2 separate regions of the Bicyclus anynana genome follow, and region 1 is linked to region 2. The links are chromatin contacts, called in public Hi-C maps. All regions are on one chromosome and are shown on one strand. The core of a region is the stretch at or near the end of the contact, and the rest is flanking DNA. Distances in the headings are between cores, read along the strand shown.

Region 1 (4,555 bases), core at 1,055-3,554, 190 kb before region 2:
TAGTTTACAAGCACTTTTAAACGAACCAGTTGCATATTATAAACCTATGTTTACACTATGATTCTCTGTTTGTTCTTATATAACTTTAATTTTCAATTATTATAATTACAAGGTAGTGTGGGTTATAGCCAAATTGGAAACTAGTCAAAATATAAAGCATTTTTCCGCATTCAATAGCGTGTTAATGAATCTACAACTTGCTAACATTAGGTTGTTGTAATATCGGAGACGTCGAAACAAATGAGTGTCACAATGTGTATATGCCTTAAAAGTCAAACTCTAACAATATTTACTTTCATCCCGGTCCCCTACATCTGCGATTCTTCTTTCGTTGTATGACTTTTAATAAAAGTTTTCTAGAATGGTCGGCACGGACGTCGAACAAAGAACTTGCCGAAATGATTGACGGGCACATTATTTGATGTTGAATTATTATTTAAGATGGACAGACATTATCTCTAAAATGTACATCGGTATCTTTTTATTAAACCCATAAATTATTGGTTACATGTATCTTATCTATAAAAAGGTAATTTGGGTAAAATATACTGCAAATTTGGTTCATTGCAATCAGGTACATGCTAAAGGTGGAATAGCTCAAGTAGATTAATCCAATACTAGGACTTTTTAATAATATTGGATAGAAGCAGGCGTTACTTTGCGGAAGTTCATCCTTAATATAAATTAATGAATATCAGGATGAATATCATCATCATGGGTGACGGATGATGACAAAATAAATAAATTCTTATCTATTTTTAATAAAATGTAGGCTAGAGCTTGGCTGCAAATAAGCCTCATGGTAATACTATGGTAAGTGAATACAGCTTACAATACGCTTCCAAAAAGGTGCCGATTCACTCCTGATTTAAGATGTTAAGGAAAACAGTGTCTAGAATTGAATTATATATATTTGCAGTACCAATCAGGACTGAGAAACCAATGACTGACGCTCTAATAAGAATATATCCACCCTGAAAAATTAAATATACTCTGATTTTTCTACTTTCAAATATTTCACTAAAGTTTTAAAATGCCTAACCTTTAGGACATCGCACACAATTTACCTCAAACTCTCTGTTAATGTTCAAATCCATGCCGACCATTATCCTTTTTTTACTTTTTATTTACTTTTTAAGAAAGTTACGCCAAACTTTAATTTATCTTCCATCATATTTCTAAAGAAATTGCATTTTCACTTCAAGTTGGATTTACTAAAAGATTTAAAATAGCCTTTGTTCGTACCGCATACCATCATTAACTATCCCTTATCTTCATTTTTCGTCACACTTTATATACAAATCCCCTATGTATACTATTTATACTAATCTAAAATAACGTTTGAAACAGTATAATATTTGGTAGCCCTTTAATTAAGTCCATTTGTTAAGGTCATTTATTAGGGTCTCATATTTTCAGACCGTGGACTTATCTAGTACCTATAAACCTACAAAGTATGTCAAGATACTTATATAATAAAGCAAAATACGTGTGTCCGAAAGTCCTTACAGCTCTATGTATACATGTACATTACATTATACAGTTTCATTCATCACAAAGTCGTTTTCCGTTATACAGGAAAATTGGACAATTAAGGTATAGCCCAAACGTTTGGATTCAAATCTCAAAATAGATTTATTTTAAGATTTTGTTATTATAGGTAAATAACATTCCATACGATGTTCAATAACTTGTTTAAAAATAATAATTAATGAACATAATACTCGTTCGAACGGTGGACTAACTCAATGTTAAAATTAAAATAATCCTTCACAGACAACTCTCGTTCTGTTTTTGCTTATAATATAAACCAAAATTTAACTACTAAAATTAACTAAAAGTTTTTTTGTTTGCGACCTATTGATTGGCCACGCACAAGAATGTATTAATTTTATATTTTCATCGATACACAAGCGTTATACCTCAACGCGTATATTTTTAAAGTACTCCAATATTCTATGTGCGGCAGAATAATAATAATATCCTAATTGATCTCAATTTTTACATTACATGCCAACATTCGTAGTCCAATAATAATTATCTGATCAAGCTTTGACAGCAATAAAGTAGTTTTCGCACCACGTATAATTTATCACATTATTCTGTCAATTATTTTTTCAAAGGAAATCAAGTTTAACTGTGTTGGTAATAGAGTCGAATATAGCATATCAGCTTCTTTTCGTGTGGTCCTCTGTTGCAATAAGCGATGACGTTATGATTCTTCTACATCGTATCGTCAACTACGTGTATATGACGCAGAGGGAATGAGTACTAAACGCGTGGGCGTTAAGGTCGGTTATCGCGTATCGGCGTAGACGGCGCGTCGCTTGTCGAAGCCGCGCTTGGTCTCGCGTCATTCCCACTGGTGCGGCGACGGCGGCAACTCGGACGGGTGGGCGACGGTGGAACTGCAACACACGGACGGTTAGACACACGCACTGGAGCGAACACCCCACACCCGCGCCACTAGCTACGTGTCGGATACGGACGGGACGAATCTCATTTATTATATGCATATATATTACTATAACGAATTACGTGTCCTTCATTTTAATAATAGTAATATTTTGTTAAAGACAAAAATACCCAGTGTATATAAATATAAATTCTTAAAAAGCATTCCGTGGTATTTTATTGTAATCGGAAATAGAATATACTTATTTTTGAGGTGCGTTTTTTGAGTGCGTATTTTTTTAATGCAACACTTGTAAAATGTAAAATAACGACATTTTTTGTCAAGTAAAATACATGGTGTGCAATGATTACTTATCGTTTTTATGAATGCCACAATGACGATAAGTTTATAAGCGGATGTAATGAAAGGACAGATTCGTCACAGTACAGGAAATTAAATAATTCGTCAACTGTCCAAAAATCCAACACACAACTAATATTTGACCATGCATGAATTGTAAAAAAGAAGTATTCAATTCAAAACTTTCGTCTATGGATAATAAAAGACTTGGTAAGGCAAAACTGCATCACAATTCAAACTACTTGAGTAACTACATAGTTGATTAAAAAAAAAATATGTAAACAACACAATATCACCACAACCGAGTGTGCCGGGCACTGCGCCTCGAGTGTAACTATTGCGTCACCGAAACACGTTCAAGCTTATTCATTTCAATATTCAAGGGGCCGATATTCATATGCTATATTCATGTAACGAAACTAAAACTGCTCCTTTATAGGCAAATCTCATAACTCAGTCCTCGACCGCGTGGTACAAAGAGAGAGGGTAAAACGACAAAAGATTGCGACCACTGATCTCTATACTAGCTAATAGCTAATACTTCAGTCAAACATTAGCGCTGCTTGAGGAACTACCAGCGTCTGTTTATTTTTTTTATGTATTACAAGTTAGCCTTTGATTACTATCTCATCTGATAAGTAAGTAAGAGTAAATGATGATGCAATCTAAGATGGGAGCGGGCTAACTTATTAGGAGTTGAATGAAAATCCAAATACAGACCCCTTTCGTTTTCTACACGACATCGTACCGGAGCGCTAAATCGCTCGGCGATACGTCTTTGCCGGTAGGGTGGTAACTAGCCACGGCTGAAGCCTTCCACCAGCCAGACCTGGACCAATTAAGAAAACCTCAATCGGCCCGGCCGGGGATCGAACCCTTGCCTCTGCCTTGTACCATTAGCTAGATGAACTAGTCACTAAATTACGAACTTACTTTTTACGCATCCGCCATTGGAAAATACTAATATATGTCATTCTTTTTCTGCTGTCCTATTTATTCACTTTAGATCCATTCTCAGTAACTTGTGGCGCCAACTGCTATCCACTCGAAACTATATTTTAAAACTTTTTCGATAATCATCAGCTATGCTATTAGTATAGAGATCAGTGATTGCGACAGAGGAGCGAACAGCATTCTTCATTTACCCATTGAAAGGCAAAACCCTTCTGACGTCACACCACGTACCCCGGTACAACACGGACGAGGACTCAGTCGAGCGGTTCGCTTACAAACATGCTATTTCTTTCACATAAGTCAATAAAGCAAACCAAATTATCAGCTTCAATATAATATGCTATCTCTTTGAAACTGTTACATGTAGAAAAAGATAGCGTTATTTAAAAACCGAATGGCCACACAAGCCGTCCTTTTTATGAACAAACGTAAAATGTACTAAAAGTGCAGTGTACACAGGATATTTGTAGAAATTGTAGAATAAAACGCAAATAAAATTGAACGTGCTTCGTTTACTCAAAACAGTACACCTGAGCCTTTGTTCTCAACGACTACGCATGCACTACTACATGGATACCATAAAAAAGAAACAGAGTTTGAAACTGTCTTCGAAAGTAGGAAAATATCTCATAATTAAATAAAAATTTGTATATTCGGAAATTAAATAAAAAAAAAACAATCCTTGTAACGATCAAAAACAGCTTCAATAAACAAAAATCATTCCAGACAACACAATACTCCCATTATTGCATTCAAATTATTACATGGAATTTTTAAAAATGTATCAAGTTGCTCACGACATTATAGTTTCTTAAAATACTGATAGCAACAGCTATATTTCATATA
Region 2 (5,146 bases), core at 1,673-4,172:
ATAAAGTACAAACCAGAATAATTGTTCATGCACAACTTTTTATCTGCAAGGTTTATATTAAGGTTGCAACAATCCAGTATGTAAAAACAAGTTCTTTTCAGACTTTCTAAAGGAAATATGCTTTTGTTATTACCTACACATAGCTCTACTGTTTGTAAAGAAAAAAGAAACTATTGTATTATTATATTAGAAAGGTCTCTGTATTAAAATATTAAAATGATTACCATAAACAAACTAGATAAGTACCAACCAAATTTTACCTAAGTACTGCAAAAATGAACCATACATCATTTAAAATAAATAAGTTATGACATGGATATTCTACCTTCATTTCTTATTTCTTTGTTGGTAATCAAGAAAGGCTGTAGTATAATTAATTTCATTAGTTGGTTAACTTGTCACTGTTCTAAAAATCTTATCAATGTATTAGTAATTATTGCCATACAAGTCATTATAAAGCTTTCTATTAATTTATTTCACATATATAAGTAAGTACTTGACAAAAAACATTTGAACAGATACTAGGGGTTTCTTTGTCTCCTTTGTATAAGTAAATATGGAATAGTGGTTGGCTGCTACAATTCTACAGGAACTGACATCAATTTAAGTAAATATTTGAATTTTATACACAGCTAGCTGACGCCGCGCGGTTTCACCCGCGTGGTTCCTGTTCCCGTAGGAATATGGGGATAATATATAGCCTATAGCCTTTCTCGATAAATGGGCTATCTAACAGTGAAAGAATTTTTCAAATCGGACCAGTAGTTCCTGAGATTAGCGCGTTCAATCAAACAAACAAACAAACAAACTCTTCAGCTTTATTATATTAGTATAGATATAGATATACCTGCAGGGTAATTAATATATTTCAATACTTAAATGACAGATATTTTAACCCCCCATGCAAAAAGAGGGTTATTATAAGTTTGATGTGTGTGTCTGTCTGTCTCTGTCTGTCTGTGGTGTCATAGCTCCTGAACAGGTGAAGCAATTTTAATTTAGCTTTTTTAGTTGGTGTGATCATTTAACATGATTATTTATTTCATTCAAAATATGATGTTAATAATGTTGTTTTACATAAAAGTATCAAAGTTTGATGATCACACAATGTAGTAGCTCATGTTTCGAATTGTATACATAAATTACAACAAAAAAAAGTGTGTTATAAGTTTGATGTGTCTGTCTGTCTGAGTCTGTCTGTGGCTTAATAACTCCTGAATGGATGAAGTGATTTCAATTTAGTTTTTTTAGTTTGTGTGATCATACTTACTTAATTATTCAAAATATAATGTTAATAATGATATTTTACATAAAAGTTAACAGTAAATTAAATGGTACATAAATTACCCTGAGATTTTGGAGAAGTTAACTGCTTAATTTATCAAAAAAAAACTACCAGTAAAAGGTAATCTGTCAGAAACTGGAGTTCATATTCTAATTTACTATTCAACTAATCCTAATTATGATAAATGACTACTTCATTAGTTAAGTCTGTTTTATAGCCATGGGCTATCATTATGATAATATAATTATAATTGTAATGTTGAAAGAATTTAGGTATTAGCAATATGAATTATATGAATTTATATTATAAACAAAGTTTGTAATACATTCATTTACAAACTTTGTTGCAATATGGAGACTTTATATTTATTTCTTAAAATTGTTTTTCATCAGACTTTTATCTATAGCACTTTTAAAAAGTCAGTTTTAAGTCAGTCAGCCAGCAAGAAATGCTGCAGTAAAAGTTAGTGCTTGCTGCTTGGCTACAATCATACCTGATGGTAAGTGATAATGATGGTATGGTAGAATGCAATTGCCTAGTAGATATAAGTATTATTTACTAAATAATATTATAAATTAATAACAACTGTTCCAATAATAAATTAATTAAACAGTTTAGTTGGCTGAAAAACTTTATTGACAAAGTAACTTTTATTGAATTGAGCAGTTTAAAACATTGTTTTTTAATCACTTTACTATGTAAATAAGGTAAATGCGTACATTACTGTTGATTTTGTAACCAAATGATTTAGTTTTTAAGTACAATACATAACAAAACTTTACAGTCCTACTTTCAAGTAAATGCAATTTTTTAAAAAAATATTTTAATAAAACAGCCTGCTTATAACAGTATGTTCAATAACCTAAAATCAGAAGTTATTGGAGTCTGAGGTTGGGTCAGAGATTTTAAAAAATAAATGAGAGTGAACAGGCACCTCTTCGAAGCACCAAGCTAAAACTTCTTTATTTCTTTCTCATAATGTCATTCATCAACTTACTGCCCAAGTCAAGTTAGAGAAGTTCTACTACAAAAAAAAGATGAGGTTACTCACCATACAACCCCGAAGGCGCCGTAGCCGATGGGGCGATCTGGCTGCACGTCGGTCGGGATCGCCGGCGCCTGGTAGTAGGGCGCCGCCGCCGCCAGGATGGCGCCCTGCGGCGCGCTCTGCGTACCGCCCTGCATCAGGGACATGGACACACTCATGGAGACGCGAGAGTGCCGCGCGGGGCCGCTTACAGCCGCCATCCAGCCGTCACCGCAGACGCATCACACGGCCACGACACGGCGCCCTATCACCAGCTCGCTGACGGTCCACACGCGACGCTTACACCGGCTGCTTCTTTATTATTCATGCTCAAACGACGATGCGGGGAACACTACACTCCACAGTCGACGCACTCTGCGACGATACACGGTTCGACGGGACCCGGGACACCTGTCAATTCCGCCAGTCACAAATGAATGCACGCTAAACAAACTGTTACAAGTAATTCTCGCGAAGAAGGTTTGTTTCTTTTGGCAGTATTTTGAAGACAAAGGATGAGACCGTGGTGAATTATTATTATTCTCACACAACACACGAACGTCCACACGCTAAGAAAATCGAACGAGACTGGCGGTCGGAGGGGGACGCCAGAGGAAACGGCAAAAGAGCGAGACAGAAAACAACAATGGCGACGACGCAATGAACAGCTGCTGTGCTGTGTGCTTTCATGGCTTCGGCTTGGCTAAATCTACTTTTCAATGAACTAAATTATTTTCAGTAGTAAATATTTTTTCTGTGATATTTAATACAAATTTAAGTAGGTATTAATTACACAGTAGCTATTATTGAGTGACGTGATAGCCCAATGGATATGACCTCTGCCTTCAATTCGGAGGGCGTAGGTTCGAACTTTTCGGTTAGGTAGGTATGTACATTTTAAGAAATCAAATATCACGTGTCTCAAACGATGAAGGAAAAACATCGTGAAGAAACCTGCCTAAGTACCTGCTTGAGAAATATCTTTGTTTATTAATATTTTATGTAACTAATTTTGCATTGGACCAAATTAAAGTACGTAGGTATATATTTTTTTATTTGTAAACAATATTCTAAATACAAACTTATATTACCAAAGTCCTAACTTAAAAAATTACGAAAGTTCCTTAATATAGATAACCTTTCATCCCCCATTCCAAGGGATGGGTGGCAAACGAAAATATTTTTTAATTTTTTATGTTATCTGTGTGCACATTTTAGTTATCGATGACCCCTGAAAGTACCCGTATTCTTATGTAAAGTAACAGCTTTCTTTCGTCTCCACGTTTTAAGGGACGAGGGCCGAGGGTCACCAAGCGACATGTACCTACTTACAGTTTTCGTTTTTTTAATGTTATTTGTGTGCTGAAGCTAGCTAGGATATGACCTCCGCCTCCGATTCCGGAGGGTGTGGGGTCGAATGCGGTTCGGGGCATGCACCTCCAATTTTTCAGTTGTGTGCATTTATGAAATTAAATATCACGTGTCTCAAACGGTAAAGGAAAAACATCGTGAGGGTAACTGCATACCTGAGATTTTTCTTAACCCTCTACATGAGTGAAGTCTGCCAATTCGCATTGGGCCAGCGCGGCGGACTATTGGCCAAACTCCTCTCATTCTGAGAGAAGACTTGTGTTCAGCAGTGAGCCGAATATGGGTTGCTAATATGATGAGATTTAGTTAAACAGAAAGATAGATAGATAAAAGCTTCCTAACCTATCTACATAATATATGTATTAGACGATTGAGGTTCACGCTTATGAACCAGATCGTAGTGTTCCTGGGAACATCCTCCAGTGCAGATCAACGGCTCAACAACAATTCCTAAATCCTTCTACCGTTATCGATAGGTACATTCCTAACTCCTAATGCATCTAGCTGATGTTTAGCACAGAACCATTCCAAAGATGCAATATCTACTCCCTGCTTGTTCGGACCTGGTAAAGGTAACCTACACCCATTAATTGAAATTTAGTAGGTACGTTAGATATTTTTAGGGCAAATAAGCGCTTGAAAACCATCGTTGGTTGGTTTTGAGCTTACGAATACTCATTGAATAGGGATGATGACAGTTTTTCAAATTGTATAAAATTAAGATTATACTAATAGCAAAGCAATTTTGTAAACGTAACAGGGTATCTGCGATCACTTCTTTCGGAGCTACAGGGATTTAAAGAGTCAGATTTGCGGCGCTGCCGCGGATCCCTGAAAAACGCTCCATACAAAATGGCACGATTTCGTGACATCGTTGGCTCGCTGATCGTTAGGTTTGTATGGGCGTTCAAACAAAATTACTAATATCTTTGTTATTTGTGCGTTTATGTTTATAGTTCATTTATTGAAAAATGTCACATTTAATGTAAGGAAGCTAAAACTGTATGAATTTTCATCTAACTACGATAAAAAATATTTAATAGATTTTGAAATTTTATATTCTTATTTATTTTGCAAATATCCAAACCATCTTAGCTTTTTATGTATAAATCAGTTAACATTGACCTTATTTACCAGAATGTATCATAAAAATCAGTATATTCAAACCTAGTCATCATCGCCAGGTACATTTTAATAAATAATTTGGAAGCCCCCTAGAGATGGAAAATTGATGGCGTTATAAGGTTGTCCACATAAAAGCAGCTTGTCTAGTTAAATACCAATTAAGTATAGATACTTACTGGGTACGCGCGGTGGATTTACAAGACAGAGGTCCTGGGTTCAATCCCCGGCTGACTGATTGAGGTTTTCTTAATTGGTCCAGGTTTGGCTAGTGGGAGGCTTACGCCGTGGCACAGAAAACATATGGCTGTGGCTAGTTACAACCCTACCGACAAAGAGTG

The links. Hi-C and Micro-C count contacts between places; a contact is called where the count stands out from the background.
Region 1: a Hi-C map of whole larva shows a contact between it and region 2, with 3 times the contacts expected there. The contact joins the enhancer-like site here to the promoter of LOC112043565 in region 2. A contact is called at or near these places in 2 of 2 Hi-C or Micro-C datasets (whole body and whole larva).

Annotation. Positions count from the first base shown.
Region 1 is chr5:15,418,495-15,423,049 of ilBicAnyn1.1, reverse strand. It overlaps LOC112043565 (serine/threonine-protein kinase NLK), which reads right to left. Exons shown (of 10, transcript XM_024079044.2): 10 at 1-2,408. The coding sequence ends at 2,354. Among protein-coding and RNA genes, the nearest start is that of LOC112043574, 11 kb to the left of the region's middle. Within about 2 kb of position 2,304, at least 5 of the 8 cell types and tissues checked have open chromatin away from gene starts, as enhancers often do.
Region 2 is chr5:15,227,191-15,232,336 of ilBicAnyn1.1, reverse strand. LOC112043565 (serine/threonine-protein kinase NLK) reads right to left here and starts at 2,922. Exons shown (of 10, transcript XM_024079044.2): 1 at 2,337-2,922. The coding sequence starts at 2,533.